Linked DNA regions of Gossypium hirsutum: regions 1 and 2 are each linked to region 3. A link is a contact called in public Hi-C data. All regions are on one chromosome and are shown on one strand. The core of a region is the stretch at or near the end of the contact, and the rest is flanking DNA. Distances in the headings are between cores, read along the strand shown. Region 1 has its middle 16 kb from the start of LOC107959984. Region 2 holds the start of LOC107959974. Region 3 has its middle 92 kb from the start of LOC121229884.

Region 1 (4,925 bases), core at 1,688-4,187, 560 kb after region 3:
CGGCGGAGGCCCTTGCATGCCTCCAAGCTGTCACCTTAGGTCTAGATCTAGGCTTTCGCGATGTAATTATTGAAGGCAATTCCTTGACTATGATTCAGAAGGTTCTTTCTTATCTGCGTGATAACTCAGCCCTATTCGGAATATTAAGGAGAAGGCTGGTTTTTTTCGTCGCTGCTCTTTTACGCTTTTGCTTCGTACTGGGAACATAATTTCTTATTTGTTGGCTAGAGAGGGTTTGAGAGGGTCGAGTACTACTTACCTGCATGAAAGAGTGCTTGATTTTGTGCTTCTTGCTGTAGAAAGTGATCGTCGGACTTTGGGGTATGAGAAGATTGGGGGTAAGCTAAAGGGTATTGAACAAATGCATTATTTCTATGTCTGTCAGGAGGTCTACTTGGATTTGGTTCTTTTTAAGGTTTTTTGGTGATTGTTTTCTTTTTAGTTGCTACTGGATTTCTTTTGTTTAGTGGTGTTTCAGGTGCCTTTTTTGCTGGCAACTAGCAGATTATGAAGAGCAGCTTAGCGTTCATTTGTTCCTGTTTTATTTCCTGTCGTTTTTGAGTTGTTCCGTATTAGGCTTATTTTTGGGTTGTTTGTTAGGTTTTATCTGGGTTGTTTGTTAGGTTCTTTAGGCGATTTCTTTGGACCGTTTCTTTTTGGACTTTTGGTGGTGTTGGTTTTTTACCTTTTGTTTGGTTTGTGAATTCACGAGCCCAGTTTTCCTTCAAAAAAAATTAAACATTTATATTATTTTGTTTTTAATTTCTCAAACATAGTATTATTGAAATGTTACGATTTTTGTAACAATTTTTTATCAAATAAATATAAAATATTAAAATTTGATATATACAACTTAACCTCGTACATCACACGAGATAAAAAAAACTAGTTATATATATTTGTTTCGTACCATACAAACCACTACTTTTTAATTACGTAAACTAGACCATTAGTCTTTAAACTATGGGTAAATTTTCGTTTTGACCACTTAACTAAAAAAAGTTATAATTTGGTCACTAAATTATTCAAAAGTTTCCATTTAAGTCATTAAATTGTTAAAATCGATGCTATATGGTTTTTTTCTATTTGCACTGCATCCATCAATTGAAAGCTCTATTTCCCCTTCTCTTTTACAATTTAGTTTTTTTTTCATGAAACAGTTCTAGACGTCACAAATCTGTAAATCAAAATCCAAACAACTTTTTTCTCTGATCTCTGACATTGGCCGTCAAATCGACTTGGATCTAAGGTATGTTCTTCTACTCGTCGATGGGTACTAATTCACCAAATCGATTATCGAATCATCACTTGGAGCTTGTTGATGAAACATTTTGAAAAAAAAATAATAACCTAGTGGCTTAAATAAAAACTTTTAAACAGTTCAGTGATTTAAATGAAAAGTTTCGAATTATTCAATAATCAAATTGTAACTTTTTTAATTAAGCGACCAAAACGAAAATTTATCTATAATTTAATGATTAATTGTATAGTTTACCTTTTTAATTTAATAACCTCGATTGATCCATCCGATTATATTTTATTTCATTATCCAAACAAGCTTTTAAACAAATTATAAATATATTCGAAGTTGTTGTTGGTGTTGGTGTTTTTACCCAATGGTGGGTCGTGGGATTCCAATACACATCTGCACAGCAATCCAGGCGATGACTGGCCGTGGAGACTACAAATACCCAACTCTCAATCTCAATAATAGGGTAATAAAACTAAAAAGTTTGCCATTAGGACTTAAATCTTGAGCTGAGTGTGACTTATAATATAAATATCGATTCAATAAAATAGCAGCCAACAATGCCAACTTCACATACACAGACAAACAAACCCCATCACTGCTCACTTTCTCTCTCGTCCATGAGAGAATAATATGAAAACTCCGAGAGCCTTGGAATTCGAGATAGTGGAGTTATTTGCATTCCCCACAAACATGCCCTTAACCCTAGCTTGGAAGGACTATTTCAACATTCTCTTTAACCAAATTATTATACCTTTTCATTTTTATTAAATAATTATATTTATTATATGAATTTATACATTGATAATTCACTGTATATTGCTCATTGTTAAAAAGTTAAATTCTGTGCATTGTTTCTAAAATAAATACTAATAGTAAATAACTGATATTGTTGGTGTATAGATATATTAGTATATTAATAAATGTAAAATCTTAATTTTAAGGTGTAATAATATATATATAAACAAATGTGACACTTATTACATTATTAATCTATTTATTAAGTCTAAAAAACTGCATGATATATTAATTAATTATCTTTTTAATAATATCATATTTTGTTATTTAATTATTTTTATCTATATTTATCTATACTATTATAAAACTCTTAATTAAAATTTGAAATCACAAGCCAAATGACATTAATTCAATCTAACAAAAAATTAAAAAATTTAAAATTTAAAATAACTAAATATATTATTAGACGTGTGTATTCTTTTGAATGTTTTTATATAATATTTAATTTTTTTAATCTCAAACATTTATTTAAGAAAACTTCCTCCTAAAAAAACTTCTAATTTTTTTAAATAACCACCCACTCCATACAACACTACAATTCCCGTAAAAATTACAAAGCAATTTTAAAAAAATTATGAAATTAAAGTATCTTCCAAATTTATTTTACAATCCACAAAGATAGATCTTTTAAGAGTTTGTGTGGTCTCTTCAAACAATATTTTTAATATTCAAATCAAAATCCTCCCCTTAAAAATATAATATATTTTATTATAACAGTCATAATTATTTAAAATTTTCTTTCCTTTTTTGTTAAATATGATGTCACACGTTTTTTCTCCTCTTAACTATTAAGTATAAAGCGTAAAATTTTACCGTGGCCCTCATAATGATGTTAAGGTAACTAATCTACCACAGAACATTCAAGGCAAAGAAAAAAAAAAAAAGCTAAAAGCTTTTATCTCGCCTTTATATACGACCCACCTTGTCCCCCTATGCATATATCCACACACTCTTTTCCTTACTAAGCTACTTTGCCATATTTGCTTTTTCAGCACAAACTTTCGCTACATATATTTTTCTTTCCATAGCAATTGATTCTAAAAGATGACTGCCGGAAGCACTCAAGGAGTTGCTGATATCTGCTGGGAACATAAGGGAAATGGCGGTAGGAGCTGGTGCCGGTGGCATGACTGCTTGGTTTTTAAATACGGGTGACAGAGAATGGCAAAAGAAACAAACAAGGCTTTGCAATTGTGCTGGCTAGCACCATCGTTGCATTGCGGGGAATTGAGGGTAGCGGTCCGATTTTACTTGACTCTAATCTTAGAACATAACCTTTATTTTTTGTTTCTGCTTTGTTTAATCTCGAGTTATGTACGTTTCTTTTTCTTATTTTCCCTTATTTGAACGTGGGATGTAAGAGATGCATACGAGGTAGCTAGCTTTTGTATAAGGTTTGTACTCAAATTATGGGTTTGGTTTTGGGGTTTGGATAGTTTTGAAGATAAAAATGCTGCTGGGAATGCATTCCTTACACCTATCATGTAATTTGCTTTCTAATGAGCTGAAACTAAAGATAAAAAGATTATAAATATCAGCGTCTCTTTATTCTATCTATCTTTTGATTGAAAATGTGTTAAGAATCAAATTGGAGCAAATTTCAGGTATTGCATTTGGTTGAGTTTAGGCCAAATTGCCTGAAAGACATAGTAATAGCAATCCCCCTTTCTGGTTTTCCATCATAATCATTGGCTGATAAAAAAGATGAAGGAAAAAGAAAAAGGGGTATGAGTTTTGGCCTATAAAAGCTTGGTGATTTCTAAGAAAGGAAATGCACGGCAGTGAGACTTGTCCTTTTCATTAAGGGAATCACTAAGCAAAGATGCTTGACTTGACTGCTGCTGTCTTCTTTTTTCAAAAACAAAAATTCTGAAACCCTTTGCAGTGAAGGATTCATTTTCTGACCCTTTCTGTCAATCAGTCAGGGATTCTCCTCAGCCCTGCTTTGGAATTTTGGATTTCAATAGCCTTTCTTCTCAAAGCCCATTTTAGGTCTGCATATAACACTTAAATAAATTAAACCTGTATGGTGTTAAGGCCCATATTTCGGGTGGTATGGTCTTGATGTACTTTGTAAAAATTATAAATTTAGTCAATATACTATAATTTGATCAATTTTAGTTCTTTTATTTTTTAATTGGTCAATTTTAGTTTATGTACTTTTCAATTTTTAAAATTTTAATCCTACCCTAAACAGTAACAATTAATTTTGTTTGGTTAAACTAAAATTACTAGTTGTAGATTTTATCCATATTCTACAATTGGACCATTTTAAGTCCCTGTACTTAGTGAATTTTAAAATTTCAATTTTAACTTAAATGACAATTGTTAGTCCATTAATTTTTTTAGTGAGTAATATGTGAAGATAATAAACTAACATGATATGATACATATGATAATATGTTTGACCCATCAGATTTTAGAAGTAACAAAACTTAATAAATTTAACAATCATAATTTGTTGAGGAATGAAATTTTAAAATTAAAAAATTTAAAAATAATAAAATTAATTAAATTCACAAGAGTAATAAAAAAAGTTAACGGTATTGATGTCATACTTAAAACTTATCAAACCTGGTGAGTAGTTGTTTTCTAGATTGCCTTCCATTTGTATATTTTCTTTTCTGTGACGTAATTGATTAAGAATTCAGTTAGATGAGGGTTTTTTTACCTATATAATATTTTTTAAAAAATATTGAAATGGAATGTTCCAAAAATTATGTACCAAAATTGTACATTCAAAGGGGTAGAGGGTGGTGCATAGGCAGCACCACCCTAGATTCTAACAAAATTTAGTTAAAAATAATAATATTTTAGTAGTGGTGTCAAAGTTATAGGCGGCACACTTAGTCCATTCAGGTATATACGCGGTATAAAA
Region 2 (4,263 bases), core at 1,271-3,770, 850 kb before region 3:
ACATTAATGTTAAAGTAAATCTTCAGAGTAATATGTTAGAGGATATCAGTAGAGCACAAGTGGCTTTACCACGCTTGATAACCTGAGAGGCTTCATCATGCTTGAAAGATGTTATTATTCTGTTGATGATAAAGCCGATGCAACATATGGTCCTAGAAGTGACATTATTTTGTGAACTGGGTATTATTAGTATGCAATGCTCTTTACTGTGAAAAACACAACCATCAATATTATCATTCACAGTAGCTGATTTCATCTGGCTTCCTTGTCATCACATCCAAATGGGTTTATACCGTTCCATTGTACACGATGTGATCAATGGTGATTGGTGATCATGTTCACTCACTAAGCCTCGCCTGTTAATCCCTGTAATCAGAGAATCATATAACAGTTTGAGAATAGTGGTTCACAGCCCTTTAGTCAAATCTTTCAATCCAAACAACATAATTTTAATTGCCTACTTTTGGTTGTTTATAGCTTTTATCAGCAATGATTTCTTCTAAATCGAACATTTTTGTCTCTTTAAGAGGCCTGCTTTTTGATTGAGCTGGAAATTGTTCAATAATTGACCCCAAAAGAATTATCTGGCACGAAAATAACAAATCACTCCTTGCCTGACAGCTCGTCATGTTCTTCCTTATGTGAATGTTTGGCCCAATGCAGGGATTTCTTTGAATTTGGCTTCTACATACATGTGATATAGTTAGTGTTGAAGATTACTTCTACCTGTATAAGCCTTGCCTACAGAAGAATACAAGTCTTGATATTGAACTTAAAATTTTTGTGAAGCTTACTGTTTTTTCTATTGTTGAAACAGATATTTAATGATTTCTTGCACAATGAATATGGAGGACCTGGAACACTGTTGGTGGAGCCTTTCACAGATATGTTTGTAGCTTTGAAGGAGAAGAAATTACCTGGAGCACCTGTTGCTGCTCGGGCATCCTTGTTATGGGCCCAAAACCACCTTGATCATGATTGGGAGGTTTGGAACTCAAACTCTCCCAAATGATTTCCTCCACATGTTTCATAACATATTTTTCCATTATCATCACATTCATAACATTATTTTCCATTATCATCAGATTGTACCTATGTTACTTGGAGTCAAATATTTACTCAAACTCAGATATGAGTGTTAGATATAGATGTGTATCAGACACGGATATGATTAAACTTTTCTAAAGTTTTTTTATACAATTGGAGGATCTTGAAAGTCATATTCTCGTGTCCATAAAATAAAGAGTTTGATCAACATAGCATTGTGTTGTACTTTTTGAAAGTGATCAAGTTTGGGATTTGTATGAAAGCAGTGAGTGAAAGACTGAAAATCCTAATTTCATATAAGAATACTACTTGTAATACAATTTAGGATCCAATGTTCCTCTGAACTGAGAAGCTATACATATGTTTATTTTTCTTGAAACAGATTTCAATTTGGGAGCTTTGATTGCAAGTTGAAATCTTTGGTTATCACCTTCATTCGATTGGTGAATTTCCATTTTCCCTAATTTCGGGTTTCATTGAACAAAAGAGGCAGTTCATTGCCATTCCTAAAACCAATCTGCACTTAAGAAAAGAAACTTGAAAACAAAACTATTAGCCTACAGCCTCAGAGATGCTCTGTAATGATGGCCGCCATGATTTTGACCTCATTGAAGCAGCGTTCACAGATGATGTCCGTGAGATTTGTCTTTCATTCTTTAGTTCCTGGAAAGTTTAGAACATAAGCGCTTAAGTTTTTAGGATTGAATGAGAAAGAAAGATTCAAATGAAACATGAAATGTTTTCCAAACTGGTTTAGTTTATATCTAATCTTAATGCAGATGGAAACTTTAACAATCAATTTATGATATCCTTCCAATATGATTATCATAATTTGCTTATAGTTCCCATGGCGAGTAACTGGTGTTTGAGGACCCATATTCACAGATTGCTTAGCTGGGAAGAGAACATATATGAAAGATAAGTGAGAGCCATACTTGGTTGGTGATGTGTGCGTCAAACTTTCCTCCTGAAGTTAGGTTGTCTTGTCCATGGTGCTGCAATTTTTTCATGGATTCCCTTTTGGTTTTTGCATATTTCTTGGCTCTCATGAACTTCATGACCTCTGCAGGGACAGGAAACAAGAGAGAGTTGAGAAATCAATATAAAAGAAAGACAATCTTGCAAATAAAGAAAGTGAAGAAGACCTTGAGAAGTGATAAGGCGATAAGCGTGGCCAAGGGAAAGAGTATCGGTGGGGCGGAGGAGCTTAACACGGGTGAAACGCACCGTATCTCGATCTTGATGATGGTTGGCTTCCTCCTCTTGGGAAACAGGCAAGGGAATGATGAGAGAAACGTAATGACCGGGATTCATTCTCATAACTTCACTGACGGGAATGGGCCAATATAACCTCTCAAGCCTCCCGGAGGGATGCTGAATGACCAAGGCCGCCGCATCGATGGCTTGGCAATTCCCCATGAATTCTGAAAAAGGAAGAAGAAGATAAGGAAAGGAAGGGAAGAGGAGGTTAAGTAAGCAGAAGTCTCTTTCTAATACGACCCTACACAAAAAGTCTCACTCAACTCAACCAAGCACAAGCAGGCCTTTCCTCATTTCCCAACTAACTTATTATATACCCTTGCCTTGCCTCTCACTATTCACATCCAAAACGGCAACACATAAGTTACAATCAGGATTTTATAATTATTTTATGGAAAGCCGGCATGAGCTACACGTGGAGAAATGTGAGGAGTTGGGGTCAAAGTGTTGAAAGTCATAATTAGAGGGATAGGACTAAATAATTTGTGTGTGAAAAAAATACAGTAATTATAATACAAGTGAGCATGCGTGTGAGTGAGAGGGAGATTCCTTTGGCCGGACAATGATTTGACAACCCACCGCCTTATCCGCCATAGTATACTTTTTTATGCTCCTCCGCCTTAGGGATTACCCTGCCTTTATATTTCCTTTTTCTTTTAATTTTTAAATTATGAGTATGGTTAGGAATGGTAAATTTTAATATGCATTTTAAAATATAATTATTTATTACAAAATTAAAATTTTTTATTTGAGAGTATTTTTTTTAAAAATAATAATAAAAACATACAATGTGTACGTTTTGAACTCATACTAATTAGATCACTCAACTAAAGTTTCATTTTAACATGTTTTATTCATTATTATGTTAACATGCATCATTTGTTATCTCCTTCAGCTTTATACAACATCATGATAACAAAATTGTTATGTATTTAATATTATTAATATGATGTATTTGTGTTTAAATTTCGTATTACTTATAATTTAATCTTATTTATTTATTTTAATATCATGCATATTTTATTCGTTATTATGATTAGTTAGTTTCAAATCATATGTTTCATTATATATTGTATGCGAAACACTCTAGTAATAGTACATATAGAGAAACCCATGGAGGTCAAAGAGCATCCCATGGATGTCAACTAATTCAAACGGGCTCATTTGACCTGCTTGAATTGGTTTGACTCATGGTACATATGGAGAAACTCATCTACTTGAAGCATTGGTGACCAGTGAAACACTCTAGTAAAATTAGAGTTACTATTGTAAATCATAAGGGATAAAGATGTATAGAACTTAAATCCCTTAAGACTCTCATCTTGTAGATGGGCTCTAATCTCGATCGTTGATGTAACTCAATTTGTACCATTAGATTTGAGAGAGTTCAACTATAAATAAAAGTCTTCTCCTTCATTTGTAATCACTCATAATAAAATATTTTTTAGAGAATTTACTCAAACACCTAGTGTACGTTATTTTTCTTGTGACAAGAGTAGGAAATTACCTAAGGTCGCGCGGTTTGCCAAACTAAAGTTCTAACCCCGTGACACATACATATGTAATAGAATTTTTAGTATTTATTATCCATTTTAAATTTAAATTAAATATATTTTAAATAACATTATTTGAAAAATAATTAAGTTTAGTAAAAATGAATTTAGTATATAAAAAAGTAATTCAAAAATATTTTTTTAAATAAAACAAATTATGATATCGTTTTGTTATTCATAAAATATAAAGTTGCATTCAGATAATGAATACTGATAGTTCCTATCCACTTTGAATCTGCTCTGAATAGTAATTAAAATATTATTTAACTTTGAATATTATTGAATTTTGCATTATTTGTATCCATAAAAGCAATCAAATATTAAAAAAATATTTAAAATTAGAATTTTTTTAATATTAATATAATTATTTTTAATTAATATTAATATAAATATTACTATAAAA
Region 3 (4,977 bases), core at 2,475-4,974:
AAACATTTAAATTTCAATGTTTACAAAATTTATTATTTTAGTCCTAATTATAAAAATTATAAAAAAATTTAAAAATTAAAATATAGCAAATCTTTTATCAAAAACATTTACTCTTTAAGAAGGTTTAGAAGGTTATTTTAACCAAGAAGGAAAATGATAATAAAAGTAGCAAGTATCCAAAATTCCACTCTGCAATATAAGGTCCAATGCGAAGATGAATGTATAGTCCTGATTTTTGCACTCTCTAAATAGACCGTAGAAATGTCCTATATGTTAGGATTTTTGTACCTTTAGTGTAATAATTTCGATAAATTATTGAAATGATTAAATTAATTATTCATGAAAATAAACAATTGTTATTCATTATTTCTATAATATATTGTCCTAAATAGGTTTTACAAATAATAATGTATATAAGTAGATATTGATTCAATGATTACTAAGGTTTAACTAATATTAAGTTGCATCATACAGATGGAGTATAATGCGAGAAGACAATTTATATCACTAGATAATTTAAATTTCCCATAGTTTGTAGAATTGAACTGAGCAAATGATTCAAATAATATGAGACTATTATGTTGTCTATAAGCTTAATGAGGGAGATAGTTTGTCTTAATTGTCGAAGTAAGATTGACTCCCAAAAATAGAGATATAAATGTGATTGTTTAGACTAACAATACATTAAATAAGACTCAAGTTAAATTTACCTTAAATCCATTTAAGGATTTATGCACATGTAAAGTTGTCACAATGTGCTAGAAAAGTAACTAGCAATAGCAAACTAGACATGGAAACCTATTGGAGCACATGTTGGCTAAAATCATTAAAACTAATCCTAAAATGAATTTAGAAAAAATCATTAAAACTAAATATTGGTCTTATTTTCAAAATTTGGATTTGAGAGTAATATTTCGTATAAAATTGTAGCATTCTTATATATCTAAAAAATAATATGAGACTATTATGTTGTCTATAAGCTTAATGAGGGAGATAGTTTGTCTTAATTGTCGAAGTAAGATTGACTCCCAAAAATAGAGATATAAATGTAATTGTTTAGACTAACAATACATTAAATAAGACTCAAGTTAAATTTACCTGAAATCCATTTAAGGATTTATGCACATGTAAAGTTGTCACAATGTGCTAGAAAAGTACCTAGCAATAGCAAACTAGACATGGAAACCTATTGGAGCACATGTTGGCTAAAATCATTAAAACTAATCCTAAAATGAATTTAGAAAAAATCATTAAAACTAAATATTGGTCTTATTTTCAAAATTTGGATTTGAGAGTAATATTTCGTATAAAATTGTAGCATTCCTATATATCTAAAAAATAATATGAGACTATTATGTTGTCTATAAGCTTAATGAGGGAGATAGTTTGTCTTAATTGTCGAAGTAAGATTGACTCCCAAAAATAGAGATATAAATGTGATTGTTTAGACTAACAATACATTAAATAAGACTCAAGTTAAATTTACCTTAAATCCATTTAAGGATTTATGCACATGTAAAGTTGTCACAATGTGCTAGAAAAGTACCTAGCAATAGCAAACTAGACATGGAAACCTATTGGAGCACATGTTGCCTAAAATCATTAAAACTAATCCTAAAATGAATTTAGAAAAAATCATTAAAACTAAATATTGGTCTTATTTTCAAAATTTGGATTTGAGAGTAATATTTCGTATAAAATTGTAGCATTCCTATATATCTAAAAAATATATCCTACAGGGCTTGATTTTTGAAGTTTTTAACTTAAAACTTCTAACATTAACTCCAAATAAACCTATTCTCAAATACTAAAGACACTAACCTAAAATTTGTGAATAATCATCCAAACATTCCAAGTTATTGTCTAAAAAAAAATTTTAAAGTTTAAAAAATGAACTTAAATGTCTTAAACTTAAAAATTCTAAAATTAAAATTAAAGTTAAATTGAACTTAAAATACTATGATAACTTAAAATTCTAAAACTAGAAAAAAATTTAATACCTATAATTAACCAACGAAATTAAAACTATGAATTTTGGAAATCTAACAAAATCCAACATCTAAATTCTAAAAATTAAATCCAATAAATCTTCATAATCTAATTTCTAAATTAACATCTAATGAAATCTATGAAAACTTAAAATCTAAATTCTACAACTTAAAAATGAAACAAATCCAGCTCTAAACTAAAATCTAATTAAATTTATTAAAACTTAAAATCTAAATTCTAGAGCTAAAAATGAAACAAATCCAACTCTAAATTTAAAATATGAGAATTTCAAAATTCAAAAACTCTAAAATAGGATGTAATTGAACCTAAACATCTAAAATCTAAAGTTAAATAAATCTAGAGAAGATCTAAATTTTTTACCAAACTTAAATTAAATCTAAGGATATTGAAAAATAATTAGACTATAGATATGATAAGACAATTTTGCAATTTTTTTGTTGTAATGATAGTTAGAATGAAAATAATAGAGCTAAAGAAAAATAAGAGTGTAAAAGAACACAATTAACCTTATGTTTGTGAAGCCTCCCTTAGATCTTTTGTTCAATTACCAAATGAAACAAGAATACACTTCTTCCCTATCAGTTAAAGCTCACAACTTCTTCACCAAGAATGTCTATGCAACCCCGATAAAGAATTAACAATCCTACAACCCAAAATGGTCACTCAGCAGTGCTTGAGCTAAGTGTTACATCCACCTTAGTCAGCTAAGCAAACAATCGAACAAGAAAATAAACAAACAAGTTGAATGAAACACAAGTTCAACACAGCTTCAATAGAAATAAACTCTTAAAACTTGATCATTCTCAAAAGACTACGTCGTTTTATAAGCTTGGGAAATAGAAAAATATTTTCCTTTAAAACAATTGATAAGTGATTGGGAAGCTCCTTGAGTAAAGCTAATAGTTATCCCTAAAAATTAGCACCTTAAGCATAAAAAAAAAAGACTACCATGCTGATCAAATCACTTCAAGAAAATTAATTGAGAGACTAAAGCCTCTTAGTCGACCCATGCTACTATTTTGTCAAACATACCATAATCAAATGGATCACACTCAGTCTAATCAAAACATGTATGGGGCCCAAAACAATGGCCCAAGCATAGAAACAAAATTGTTATAACAATACATGGAACGAATGAACAACAACTTATAAATATTAATCTAAAATTCTAAATGAATTAAATCTAAAATAAATAAATCTAAATTTTAAAATAAGAATTTCATTAAAAAAATTACTAAAATTCTTAGAATATTTTCAAAAAGTAATAAGAACAGTAAACAGAAGCACAAAATGATAACAAGAAAATAGCAAAAAAAAAGAAAAGAAAAGATTATGCCAAAATAAAATTAATGCACTAATGATCACAATTATTCAACTAAAATACATAATAAAAATATTCAATTAAAATAAATTTAAATATTCCAAATAAAGAGAATCAAATTTTATTATTTACCAAACAATCATTCCTTTTAAAAAGAAAATTCTAGAAATTTAAAAATCAGATTAAATAAAAAGCAAAAATAAATTCAAAAAATATTAGAAATAAAAAGGTTTAATTTTAAAAATTAAAAAATGTAAAAGAGGGACTTGACTGGAAATTTTCTTGGTTTGAATAAAATTAAAAATCCAAAGACTAATCCTACAATTGTGCAAGGCGCAGGTCCCAAGAAATAAAAACATAAGCACGGGGGACCTCCTGTGCAATTTATAAAGGCGAAAGGCCTAAAATATAATTTAAAAACACGGAGGACTGGGTTGCAAATTTCTCTTTCCCACTACTATTTATTCCTGAAACTCAAATGTACTTTGTTATTTTTTTCTTTCAATTTTCAAATAACACTCTTTGTTTTTTCTCTCAGCTTTGTTTAAATTTGTTTTATGGCTCTACTATTGAAGAACCCAAGGATCTTTGATTTCCAACGTCAGAGCACCACACGCGGTGGCTGAAAACTGCAGAGAAAAAGATTTCTTTTTCTTTCTAACAAACTTTAAAGAAAAAAAAATCAAAAGGAACAAATAACCAAAAATTTCTTCTTTTTTCAAAACTGTTTCAAAAATAAATTTTTTCTTCACTTTTCGTTATTTTAGGTCTGAAAATTCACACCTTTTATTTTGTGGATCTGGTAAGGGTGGTTGTTCCTCATGGCTAGAGTTTTGAAACTCAGGATGTCGCCTCCTTGGAACCACCCTTCACCTTTTTTCTTCTTCAAAAATTGAGAAGGAAAGAAAAATCTTTTATTCATGTATCAAAAGAGCAAAAAAAAAAACGTGAAGACTGTCTTTGGAAAACCCTTTCCCTTTTTTCTTGTATCTTGATTTTCTTATTTATTTAGGATTCTGTTTTTTATTGTTTGCAGATTCATCGTTATACTTTTTTCCAAATTATCATTAATCACAAAATCGTTTCATATGCTGTTTATTGTCAACTGTAATTGGTTACCAACTTTTTCTTTGTATTCAGACTCGTGTTAGAAAAAAAAAAAGAAAAAGGGTTTTAAAAACCCTAACCCGAAAATTGGATACAGAAATGGGCTTTCGGGCTTGGACTTAACTTGGGTCAAGACTCAATTCCGGACTTCAAAAAGGACCTAAACAACTTGTGCTTGAAAATATTTAAATTGGGCTTGAGTTGGACTTGGACTTTAAAATGAATTTGGGCTTCAGACTAGACTTGGACTTTAAACTTAACTTGAATTGGACCTAACTTAAGTTTTAGTAAATACCAAAAGGTGGGCCTTAGTATTGGACTTTCAAAGAAAAACCAAATTTCAATATTATTTTATTTTATAAAAATAATTACCTGAAATAGAAATTTTTTATTTAACTTTTTTTTGTCTAATTTTCCCTTTTCCAAAAACAAGAATCGAAATGTGGATATCCAAATATCTACCCTTTTATGCCAAAAATTCAAAAATTAAATTAAGTTAAAAATGATTTAAAATTTTAAAATTAAATAAAAAAATAACT

The links. Hi-C and Micro-C count contacts between places; a contact is called where the count stands out from the background.
Region 1: a contact with region 3 is called in a Hi-C map of leaf, with 2.5 times the contacts expected there. The contact joins two enhancer-like sites. A contact is called at or near these places in 2 of 34 Hi-C or Micro-C datasets (both in leaf).
Region 2: a Hi-C map of leaf shows a contact between it and region 3, with 5 times the contacts expected there. The contact joins the promoter of LOC107959974 here to the enhancer-like site in region 3. A contact is called at or near these places in 3 of 34 Hi-C or Micro-C datasets (hypocotyl and leaf).

Annotation. Positions count from the first base shown.
Region 1 is chrA05:76,220,469-76,225,393 of Gossypium_hirsutum_v2.1, forward strand. No RefSeq gene overlaps it. Among protein-coding and RNA genes, the nearest start is that of LOC107959984, 16 kb to the right of the region's middle. Within about 2 kb of position 2,938, at least 8 of the 9 cell types and tissues checked have an H3K27ac peak or open chromatin away from gene starts, as enhancers often do. A contact at or near this core is called in leaf, where this site is marked.
Region 2 is chrA05:74,816,737-74,820,999 of Gossypium_hirsutum_v2.1, forward strand. It overlaps LOC107959974, which reads right to left and starts at 2,521. Exons shown (of 3, transcript XM_016896165.2): 1 at 2,193-2,521; 2 at 1,983-2,110; 3 at 1,318-1,710. The coding sequence starts at 2,466. The coding sequence ends at 1,600. LOC107959973 (protein PLASTID REDOX INSENSITIVE 2, chloroplastic) reads left to right here. Exons shown (of 4, transcript XM_016896163.2): 3 at 818-985; 4 at 2,117-3,769. The coding sequence ends at 2,140.
Region 3 is chrA05:75,660,762-75,665,738 of Gossypium_hirsutum_v2.1, forward strand. No RefSeq gene overlaps it. Among protein-coding and RNA genes, the nearest start is that of LOC121229884, 92 kb to the left of the region's middle. Within about 2 kb of position 3,725, at least 8 of the 9 cell types and tissues checked have an H3K27ac peak or open chromatin away from gene starts, as enhancers often do. A contact at or near this core is called in leaf, where this site is marked.